Regions from separate parts of the Mus musculus genome. Here all the other regions are linked to region 3. A link is a contact called in public Hi-C and HiChIP or PLAC-seq data. All regions are on one chromosome and are shown on one strand. Each heading gives the region's core, a stretch centred on a gene start, on an enhancer-like site or on the middle of the called end of the contact. The rest is flanking DNA. Distances are from core to core; before and after follow the strand shown. Region 1 has its middle 9.5 kb from the start of Gm42322. Region 2 overlaps Ahdc1 (AT hook, DNA binding motif, containing 1). Region 3 holds the start of Gpr3 (G-protein coupled receptor 3).

Evidence for each region. Hi-C and Micro-C count contacts between places; a contact is called where the count stands out from the background. HiChIP or PLAC-seq counts read pairs in DNA pulled down with a chosen protein or histone mark.
Region 1: a Hi-C map of embryonic stem cells shows a contact between it and region 3, with 3 times the contacts expected there. The contact joins the enhancer-like site here to the promoter of Gpr3 in region 3. A contact is called at or near these places in 10 of 39 promoter capture datasets (the 3T3-L1 cell line, the C10 cell line, the SN4741 cell line and 7 more), 2 of 15 datasets of contacts at CTCF or cohesin (embryonic stem cells and large pre-B cells), 44 of 484 Hi-C or Micro-C datasets (B cells, the Ba/F3 cell line, the G1E-ER4 cell line and 24 more), 9 of 115 datasets of contacts at active chromatin or transcription factors (bone marrow-derived dendritic cells, bone marrow-derived macrophages, embryonic stem cells and 3 more) and 2 of 9 other capture datasets (liver and macrophages).
Region 2: an H3K27ac HiChIP or PLAC-seq map of double positive thymocytes shows a contact between it and region 3, with 4 times the contacts expected there. The contact joins the enhancer-like site here to the promoter of Gpr3 in region 3. A contact is called at or near these places in 14 of 39 promoter capture datasets (the 3T3-L1 cell line, the HPC-7 cell line, HPC-7-derived erythroid cells and 7 more), 1 of 15 datasets of contacts at CTCF or cohesin (embryonic stem cells), 11 of 484 Hi-C or Micro-C datasets (the AML12 cell line, bone marrow-derived macrophages, cerebellar granule neurons and 6 more), 9 of 115 datasets of contacts at active chromatin or transcription factors (bone marrow-derived macrophages, craniofacial prominence, double positive thymocytes and 4 more) and 3 of 9 other capture datasets (adipose tissue, liver and pancreatic islet).

Annotation. Positions count from the first base shown.
Region 1 is chr4:133,448,395-133,451,422 of GRCm38.p6, forward strand. No RefSeq gene overlaps it. Among named protein-coding and RNA genes, the nearest start is that of Gm42322, 9.5 kb to the left of the region's middle. Within about 2 kb of position 1,582, at least 34 of the 459 cell types and tissues checked have an H3K27ac peak or open chromatin away from gene starts, as enhancers often do. A contact at or near this core is called in the HL-1 cell line, embryonic stem cells and pro-B cells, where this site is marked.
Region 2 is chr4:133,077,751-133,080,776 of GRCm38.p6, forward strand. Ahdc1 (AT hook, DNA binding motif, containing 1) reads left to right here. Exons shown (of 7, transcript NM_146155.3): 7 at 1-360. Among named protein-coding and RNA genes, the nearest start is that of Gm26615, 4.2 kb to the right of the region's middle. Within about 2 kb of position 1,336, at least 39 of the 459 cell types and tissues checked have an H3K27ac peak or open chromatin away from gene starts, as enhancers often do. A contact at or near this core is called in double positive thymocytes, where this site is marked.
Region 3 is chr4:133,210,924-133,214,116 of GRCm38.p6, forward strand. Gpr3 (G-protein coupled receptor 3) reads right to left here and starts at 1,613. Exons shown (of 2, transcript NM_008154.3): 1 at 1,496-1,613; 2 at 1-441. The coding sequence starts at 436.

The sequences.
Region 1 (3,028 bases), core at 332-2,831, 240 kb after region 3:
GCCTCAGCTACCTGAGTGCATGACCCACTCCACCTGAACGCTTCACGCTCACCCGCTCTGTTCCATTGGGCCTTTCTTCCTAAGAGTTCTTAGAGACATTACCTTCCTCTCGCCCAGAGCTTCCCTTCCCAAATTATTCCACTCGTTTCCCCACTAGCCATTCTCCCTTTGGGAAATTCCTGAGGCTCGGCCACAGCACTGGGGGTGGGACTCGCCCTAACTCACTCCGTCTCCATGGTGGGAAAGCCCTGTCCAGTCCCCCCAGGGAACTAGTGCCTCCTTTAGGAAGACCGCACTCCACAGCTATCCTCAGACCCTGTGAGGACCCCATCACAGACCTCATCTTGTGATTGTGTGTGTGTGTGTGTGTGTGTGTTAGAGTCGCTAGGGAACACACCCAGACACCAAATTCTCAGCACAAAGGAAGTTTATTACCCCAGAGGGACAAGCAAGGGGCGTGCCGCCTCTGGATCAGACCACGGCAGTAGCAGGTGTGTCTGCAGAAATAGTTTTTAATGAGGGAAGGGGAAGTCTGTGCTAAGACCTGATTGGACAGCTTAGCTGGTGTAGGCAAAAAATGAATGTTGATAGCTGGGCCTTGGTGTTTAGTCTCAAGAATGAATAGGTGGCTAAATAAGGGAATAGACCTTGGGGGCAAGCTTTAGGAATGTAATCTCGTGGTTTAGCAAGGCAGAGGGAAGGGCCAAAGCAGACAGCGCCATGTTTGCCATGATTGGGCCTGTTAGAGAGCCCTTCAATGATGGCCGCCCACTGCCCCTGTTGGTGCCCCCATCCCTGGGCTGGCTGAGGAAGGCATTTTACTCCAGTACACTCTGCCTGCTAAATTGAGGTGGGTGGAGTCTGAGATGTTCCTGCAGCCTCTGGGAAGCTGGGCAGATCCCGAGGAGCTAATTTTTCATGCTGTGGAGCTCAGAGGAAGTTCAAGGACAGGACAGGGCAAGCAGATGGTGAGACACAAGGAACATTCCAGCCATCTTCTGACCTCAGACGTGATAGCTCACGCCTGCAATCCCAGCACTGGGAAAGCTAGGCAGGAGGCAATATTGCCATGTCTGTGAGTTGTGGGCCAATGTAGTGAGGGCATCTCCCACAGTCTGGACAGCCCTTGAGGAAGGGGAGAGGAAGCTACTTAATACCTGTGAAGTCAGGAGGGCTTGAGGGAGGTTATGGAATTAAAGTCTGTTAGTCAACCTCCAATGAGAATTTTCCAGAAAGAGAGACCGCAAGGAGGCAGGTGGAGGGGGAGTGTGTAACACGGTGAGATGACAGAATTCAGCCACTTGCAGCGAGTGGGCACCTGCTCTCTCTAGGGAAGCGCAGGCAGGAGCTGAGGGCACGGAGAACACGGAAAATGTGACACGTCCATCTGCATGTTTCTGGTACTTAAAAGAATGACTGAGTCCGTGATCAGTCAGATTCGTGGCCCTGCGTCATTCTGCAGTCATGCAACCAGACTCGTGGAGGTCAGCAAGGGTCAAAATTTAGGTGGGCTCACGAGGTACCACTGCATGAATTCCAACCGCAACAGCCGAGCATCTGTCAGAGCGCCACCTGCTGGCTGATACTGACTGTGGCCAGAATTGAAAGTTTGTTGCCTGAATGGGGAAGGGGACTCCCTTCAAATGACCTGTCCCACTAAAAAATAACTAGTGCTTGATTCATCCTGACCCTCCTGAGGGTCAGCCAACATAAACAACAAACGAAAGAAGGGGGTGTTGTGGTGTGTGCCTATAATCCCAACCCTTGGGAGGTAAAATCAGGAGGGATCATGATTTCAAGGCCAGCCTAGGCTACATAGTGAGGCTATTCCTAAAGCAAAAATAAAACAGTCATACGCCTTGCAACAGGCAAAAAGGTCTCCCGGTGCCTGTTCTCCTGGAGAAAGGTTGAACATTAGTGACCTTCAATGCTTCATTCTCTAGAGGAGGGGGTGTGCTCTGGGTTGGCTGACTCTATAACTGTGTAGGGATAAAACCAACTTATGGAAAACCTATGGTGGATAGAGAGGGTGGATGGGTTAGCTGTTAAGAGCACTGGATAGTCCTGGAGAGGACCAGAAATTGTTTCCCAGCACTTATGGGCAGCTCCCACTACCTGTAGCTCCACTTCCAGGGAATCTGCTGCCTGCCCCCTTCTGGTCTCCACTGGCACGTCATACATTCCTACACATAACACACACACACACACACACACACACACACACAGAAAAACCTTTTTTTTTTTTAAATCGTAATGTGCCAGGAGATGGTTGCACACACCTTTAATCCCAGCACTTGGGAGGCAGAGGCAGACAGATCTCTGAGTTCGAAGCCAGCCTGGTCTACAGAGTGAGTTCTAGGACAGATAAGACTACATGGAGAAACCTTGTTTTCATGGATGGATAGATAGATAACAATTTAAACGACTCCTCTTTAGGAGAAATAACACTTATTGGAAAGGTCAAGTTCACATTTAAAATTATCACATTGTCTTTCTGGCTCCTTATTAACGAGCAAATTCACAAAAGTCTTTGGCATGGGCTCACTGTTTTATTTGTATAAGGGTTTTGAGTTAACCTTATTGGAAATTATGTTTGTTTTAATACAGGTGTCGTGACACACACCTGTAATCTCAGAATTTGGAGGTCAAAGCAGAAGGCATGGGAGTTCGAGGTCATCCTCAGCTAAGAAGGGAATTTGAGGCTAGCCTGGGGTACATAAGATTCTGTCTCACAAAACTGAAAAGAAAGAAAGCCAGGTGTGGTGGCGCACACCTTTAATCCTAGCACTTGGGAGGCAGAGGCAGCCGGGACTACAGAGTGAGTTCCAGGACAGCCAGGGCTACACAGAGAAACCCTGTCTCAAAAAAAAAAAAAAAAAAAAAAAAAGGAAAGAAAAGAAAGAAAGGGTCACAGAGAGATGGCCAGATGGCCAGGCAGTTAGGAGCACTGGCTACTCCTAAGTTGTTTTGTTTTGTTGAAAAAAGATCTTCATATGCAGCTGAAGCTGAACTCCATTTGAGATCCTCC
Region 2 (3,026 bases), core at 86-2,585, 130 kb before region 3:
GAGTCCTGCCACCTGCCTGTGTTTGAGTGTCATCTCCCTCCCTGCAGCCTCTGCTCCCCTGCCTCTAAGCACTCCCATCCCACTGCTTAGAGCTTTAAAGATTTGTTTATTTTATTTATGTGTACCAATGTTTTGCCTGAATCTATGTTTGTGCACGGCATGTGAGCTTGGTGACCTTGAAGGTCAGAAAAGGGCATGGGATCCCCAGTTACAGATAGTTACACACTGTCATTTAGATGCAGGGACTCAAATCCATGTCCTCTGCAAGAGCAGTAAGTGTTCTCACCAACAGAGCCATTGCTTGACACGTCCCCATTTCTGTCCTACATCCTGTGGCCCCCCAGAGCCACTTTCCGTCCCCTGAGGAGCCCCATGGTAAGCTCCGTGTCCATCTTCTTCCTTTTGGTGCCCTCATCCCACCTCAGGTCCCAGAGCACTGCCCCTAAATCTCTTCCTTTGTCCTGGCTCTGGCCATTAGGCCCCAGGGCTCAATCGGGATTCTATGAGGCCAGTCTTCATTTTACTGAGTTAGGTGTCTCTATGTGATCAGACTCAGACCCGCCTGCCTTCATCCTTCGAGAGCTGGGATTACAGGCATGTGCCACTACACCCAGCAATATCAATCTTTGAAATGATCCACAAATCTTGTAGGACTGGAGTGATGTGACTTCCAGGCACAACTTGAGTAGTCCCCACTTCTGTCCATACCAAGTCTCCCTATCTCCAGCCCCAGTCTGCTCATTTACTGTTAACATACCCATGTGCTTTTGTAGGACCTAAGGTATGACCAGTCACTTCATTGTCCCTTCCTGCAATTCTAAATGCTACTGTTTCTTCCCAGCCTAGATTAACAGAAGAACTAACTGTCAGCCTCCCGGACCGGAAGGCTGGTTACTTCTCACTCCCTGAGCATGGCAGGCCTGGCTCGCCATTCCTTCATTCCACAGAGTTTCTTGTAGGGTTTTCAGAAGCATGTTTTCCCATGACCCACTTCACAGTGAAGCTCTGCTGAGCGCTTCTCCCCTGCTTCTCTTCCTCGATGACACTCCCAGTGATACCAGGCCACGTTCCATGTGACTTAGCCTCTCTGCCCCTAGCAACAAGGCCCATGACTTGGGGTCATGGGAGGATCCCGCTGAGAGGCAAACATGCCCCCACCTTCTGGCTACCCCTGCCTGGAAGAGGCAGAAGGATTCACAGGTCACAACCCCTGAAAACTGCATCTTCTGCTGGATGTGAAAGCCATCTGCTACACGGCCCCCTCCACACAGCCTCACCGTGTAGACCTTGGCCTACCTACTCTTCCTGCCTGTTTTGGGGAGGTGACACCACTCTCAAGCTGACAGTCTCCCGTGGAGCTGCCAGTGGGGGCAGGAAGCAGCAAGACCTGCTAAGAGGTCAGGTCAGGGAAGGGGCTTTCCACAGGAGAAAGCTTTTTAAGAAGCCACGCCTAGGGTGGTGACAGAACTGTGAGTGATTTCTGAAGCAGGAAAGACTTGCGAAGGCCAGAGGTGGGAAGAGGAGGCAGGAGGAGGAAGTCCAGGTAGGTCTAACTCAGTAGACACATGAGTTTGAGAGAGCAGAATGGAAGTGTTCTGTCTGAGTGGTGAGAAAGGTGATAACAAGGGGCAGAGCATCAGAGTGCCATGGAGCTGTGCGGTAGGGGAGCTGGGTGCAGTGGGTCAGCGACAGAATGCTTGCCTACCAGGCACAAGCAATTCCCTAGGTTCAGTTTCCTACAGCAAAAACCAAACACCCCAGGCAGGACAGCTGGGATAGACCAACTCAAAAGAAGCCTGTTTGCAGCCTCAAGAGAACTGTACGTTGACTGGCTGCTGAGGGGCAGAAAGGGGAGTCTTAGCCGGGTGGAGCTGGCAGATGAAGGGGGCTGGGCTAAGTTGGTATCTCTGGCAGTCAGGGTTCAGTTTGAGGGTAAGGCCTGGTAGGGGTCTTGGGGGGTTGCTCAGAGGAATGGTGGGGGGTGGATTATGCAGTAGAAGGAGTTGCTGCTCTCAGCACAAGATGGATCTTAAGGGGAGGAAAGGTAGTGAAGGGCTGTGTGTGTATACAGTTAAGGAGCTAGGGTGGAGAGACCATGAAGGAAGTAGGAGCTTAAAGAGATGATAACAGCAGAGGCTTGGAGGACAGAGGGCAAAGGGGAGGGGCTTGGTGATAATCTAGTGCCCCATGAGAGATGAAAGGAGAGGGAAAGAGGTACGGGGCTGAGGATGTTAGCTCCACGGTAGAGCTTCTGCCTAGCTCTTGCAAACCTTGATCTTCAGTGGGACAAAAGCGGGGAGGGGAATCCGGGTGGGTAGGCTTACTGCTTAGTAAGGGGTAAGGACTCCAAGGTACTTCAGAGACCAGATGTGATAGTTTTGGGGATGGAAAGTTTGTCAGGCCCTAGAATTGCTGAGGAAAGAGCCAGAAGAAACGCTCCCCAGGTAAGTGAGCCACTGATGGAAGTCACAAAGTTTATTCTATTTTCAGAGGTTGGAGCATCACCAAAGCCAAGGTACTGTACACACCTGGGTTTCAGAACACATCAAAACGGTTCCTAGCTGGGCCTGGTGCCTCAGACCTTTCATTGCAGCTACTCCGGAGGCTGAGGCAGGAGGGAGGATCTCAGGTTTAAGGCCTAAACAGTAAATTCAAAGCCAGGTAGGCAATTTAGCAATGCTGTCTTTAAAAAACCAACAGCCAGGTGGTGGTGGTGCACACCCTCAATTCCTGCGCTGCAGAGGCAGAGGCGAGTCAGTTCCAGTACAGCCAAGGCTACACAGAGAAACCCTGTCTCAAAAAAAACAAAAATGGAGGAGGCAGAGGTGGCCAGATGACTTACCAGGTAAAGGGATGCCTAGTGGCAAACGGGACAACCTGAGCTCTGTCCCTGAAACCCACGTGGGAAAGGGAGAGAGTGTATTCCCATAAGGGTGTCACAAACACACCATGGTATGTATTAGAGACTGGGGGGCTAGAGAGATGTCAAAAAGGTGGAGGTTGAGAACACTGCTCTTCCATAAGAC
Region 3 (3,193 bases), core at 363-2,862:
AGTAGTAAGTGAGAGCATTGTACAGGGAAAGGTAGCGGTCAACGGTAATGGCCAGCAGGCTGCCGATGCTGGCAGTGAAGGCCATTGCTAGCACGCCGACCAGCATCAAGCTCATCTCTGGTGAGCCAATGCAGAAGTCAGCCGCAAAGTGCAGGACCAGGCCCAGGCCTGCCAGCAGGTCTGCTACGGCCAAGCTACCCACCAGCAGGAACATGGGGGCGCGGAAGGCAGGAGTGCCCACAATGATGGCCACCACCAGCGCGTTCTCGCAGGACACCAGGGTGCCTGAGATGCACAGCACCACATCCCAGGCCCTGGGAGAGGGCAGCAGTGTAGCTGGGCCTGTGGGTTCCTCTACTGGGTCCACGCTGCTCACGTTCACACTGCCTGAGCCAGCTGAGAACCAGGCCATAGAGCTTCCTGCTCCCCACATCATGGTACCTGTAGAAGAAAGGTCCTATGAGATGCTGGCAGGCCCGTATCCTGACAGGAGGCCCTTCGAGAAAAGAAAGCTGTCAGGATAACAGGTAGGGTACGGATGTCCTGCACACCCCACACCCCCAATTCATGTCCTGTGGTTTTTGTCCTCTGATGCCTCCAGGCCTCTAAACAGGGGTCCCTTTTTCTCGGTGATCCCTTTTCTGTGTCCCTTCACCCTCCCCTCCATTCCTCTAAGTCCTGAAGACCTCTTGGCCACACGTGGTCAAAGAAGTGAATCAAAGCTTACCATAAGTGAATAGGGGAAGCACAGGATTCAAGGTGTGCCCTCAATAGGCTCATGAATAGGGGAGGGAAACACGTCAAGAAGAAGAGCAGTCAGCTCCCTCCCACCAGACACGATGACTTGGTTCCTGAAGCTCCCAGACCCCTCACGATTCATGGGCACTGCCAGCCTCAAGCTCCGCCCCCAGGCAAAGCCGGTGCAGCTTCTTGCCAGCCCCCACTCGACATTCCCAGGGTAACACCTGGGAACTCATTTCCCCTACACTCTCCCAGACTTCTGACTCCGGACAGACACCCCACACACACTGCCCCCTTCTTCCTCCTAACCACTGGGTCTCCGTAGCAGACACCCCCTGGTGAAAGCCGGATTCCTGAGTCAGACCCCTCCTTCTGCCCGGACACCTGGATCTTGGGCCTGACTCCGCCTCCTGCCTTGGATAGCCGAAGCCCCAAATAAGACACCACCCGCTACTCGGACGTCTAGGTGCCCGCCCCAGACGCCTCCTGTTCTCCCAACCTCAGATGACCGCCCGTCCCTCTAGGGCCTCAGGTCCCGCAGGAATGCTCACCCTTTGCCGGGTCACCCCATCATACCACTCGAGAGCACCCGAACACTTGGGGAGCTGCCTGCTTATGCAGACTCTGCACATCCAGAGTCCCAGGTACGACCCCCCGACCCTGAGCAGGGGCAAGCAGCCTTCCGCCGGCCCGGCGCCCCTGCACGCTGTGTCCTCCCAGACTCCGGGTACCCGCGGCAGGGCCCACTACTCACCGGTGGCTCAGGACCGGGTGCGGCCGGGCCGCGGGGCGCCTCCACTCAGGTTCTGGCAGAGCAAGGTGTGCGCGGACCCCAAGAAGCCCCCGCGGCCGCGGGAGACGCGGCGTGAGTCACCCCGCCCCGCCCCGCCCCCGGCCACCGGTTTGGTGACGCCAGAAGCCCAGCAGGCCAATGGGCGCTGCGCGCTGGAGCGCAGCGCGTGCTGCGCGGCATAGTAATGAGGCCTCGCGCCGCCCGCTCCCCCATTCATAAAAAGTGACCGTGGCCGCGGCCCCGCCCCCTCCGGAGCCGGCTCTCTGTCCTTGACGCGGCGCCCTCTGCGGGTCGGGGGTTTTGGGGACACTAGTGGGAGAGCCTTAAAAGAGACTCGGGGAGGTCACAGAGGATGTGGGAAGAGGTCAAGGGATTGGGATAGTCTGCGGGGGTGATGAGTACCTTCGGTGGCAGAAACGAGCTGACATAAGACAGGTGATGGAGCGAAATGGGCGTCCCCGGTGAGGATGACAGGCTCTGCCTCTGATAGGGCCCCGAGGCGACGGTGACAGGAGCACGAGGGAGCAGGGAGGTGGGTGGCTGTGACGATATGAGCACGGTGACAGGATCTTGGAGGATGGCGGCTGTGGGACGTTGACGGTAGCGGGGTGTAGGCCTCCTCAGGACAGCCACAGCATTGTCAGGATGACTGCAGCATGATGGAGCTCGGGGACCCTAGGGTAACAGAAGTGGTGACAAGGCTTTGGAGATGAGTGTGCAGGTGAAGGAACTTCAGGTCACTGTGACCCTGTTAAGTGCTATAAAGGACTGAGGTGACGAAGCTAAATGAGAGCTGTGGGGTCCTGAAGTAAAGACCAAATGACTTGTGTGTGGGCCCCAGAGTGAGGGAACAGGGTAGGAAGTCTGACTGGACAGCGACCCAGCAGGTAAGTTGCTGTCAGGACAGGTCCCGTGATGTTGGGGTTGGAATAAGGAGCTGGGTGACGTCACTCATGTGGACCCAATAGCGTCCTCTCTGCATGGGAGGGTGCGCCTGGCAAGATTTCAAAACCTCAATTATTTATTCAAGGATCTGAAAAGCCAGAGCGAGGGCTGGGGGGGGGCGGGGGTGGTCACTTCCCCGAAGCAGCAGGAGATAGGGAGCCGGGAAGAACTTGGAAGCAGAAGGACTCGGCAGCTCCGTGCTCAGAGCAGCCTTCCTGAGCACCGGCTTAGGTACCCCAGGGGGTGGGGCAGAAAGAAAACTTGCTCTTTACTAGACCTGCCTGCGCCATCCCTAGGGAAATGCCCCATCAGATCTAACCCTAGGCACCAGTACTGTCCTTTCTCCCTTTGATCGTCTCTGGAATGTTCAAGACTTTAGGAGGGTGATGGGAGTCAGGGGTCGGATGTCGGTCTGAGGCTGAGGAAAGGAAGGAGGCCAGGAGTCAGGGAATGCGTCATAGCCTCACAGAGATGACAGAGCATGGGCTGGAGACTGGCAGGGTTTGGGCGGGATATGGGGAGTTCAGCTGGTGGAGGAGGTCAGGCCTCCAAGCCTAATCCACGCTTCCGAACCCTGTGACTTTGAGGCCCTGTTAGGCTCTCTGAAGCTGTTTTTTCATGTCTAAACGGCTGGGGACTGCTGGGGGCAGTTGGCCCGTTAGCAGCACGGGGCTGTATATTGGCTGTCAGTGGTGTATCTGGCCAGTAGAGGAT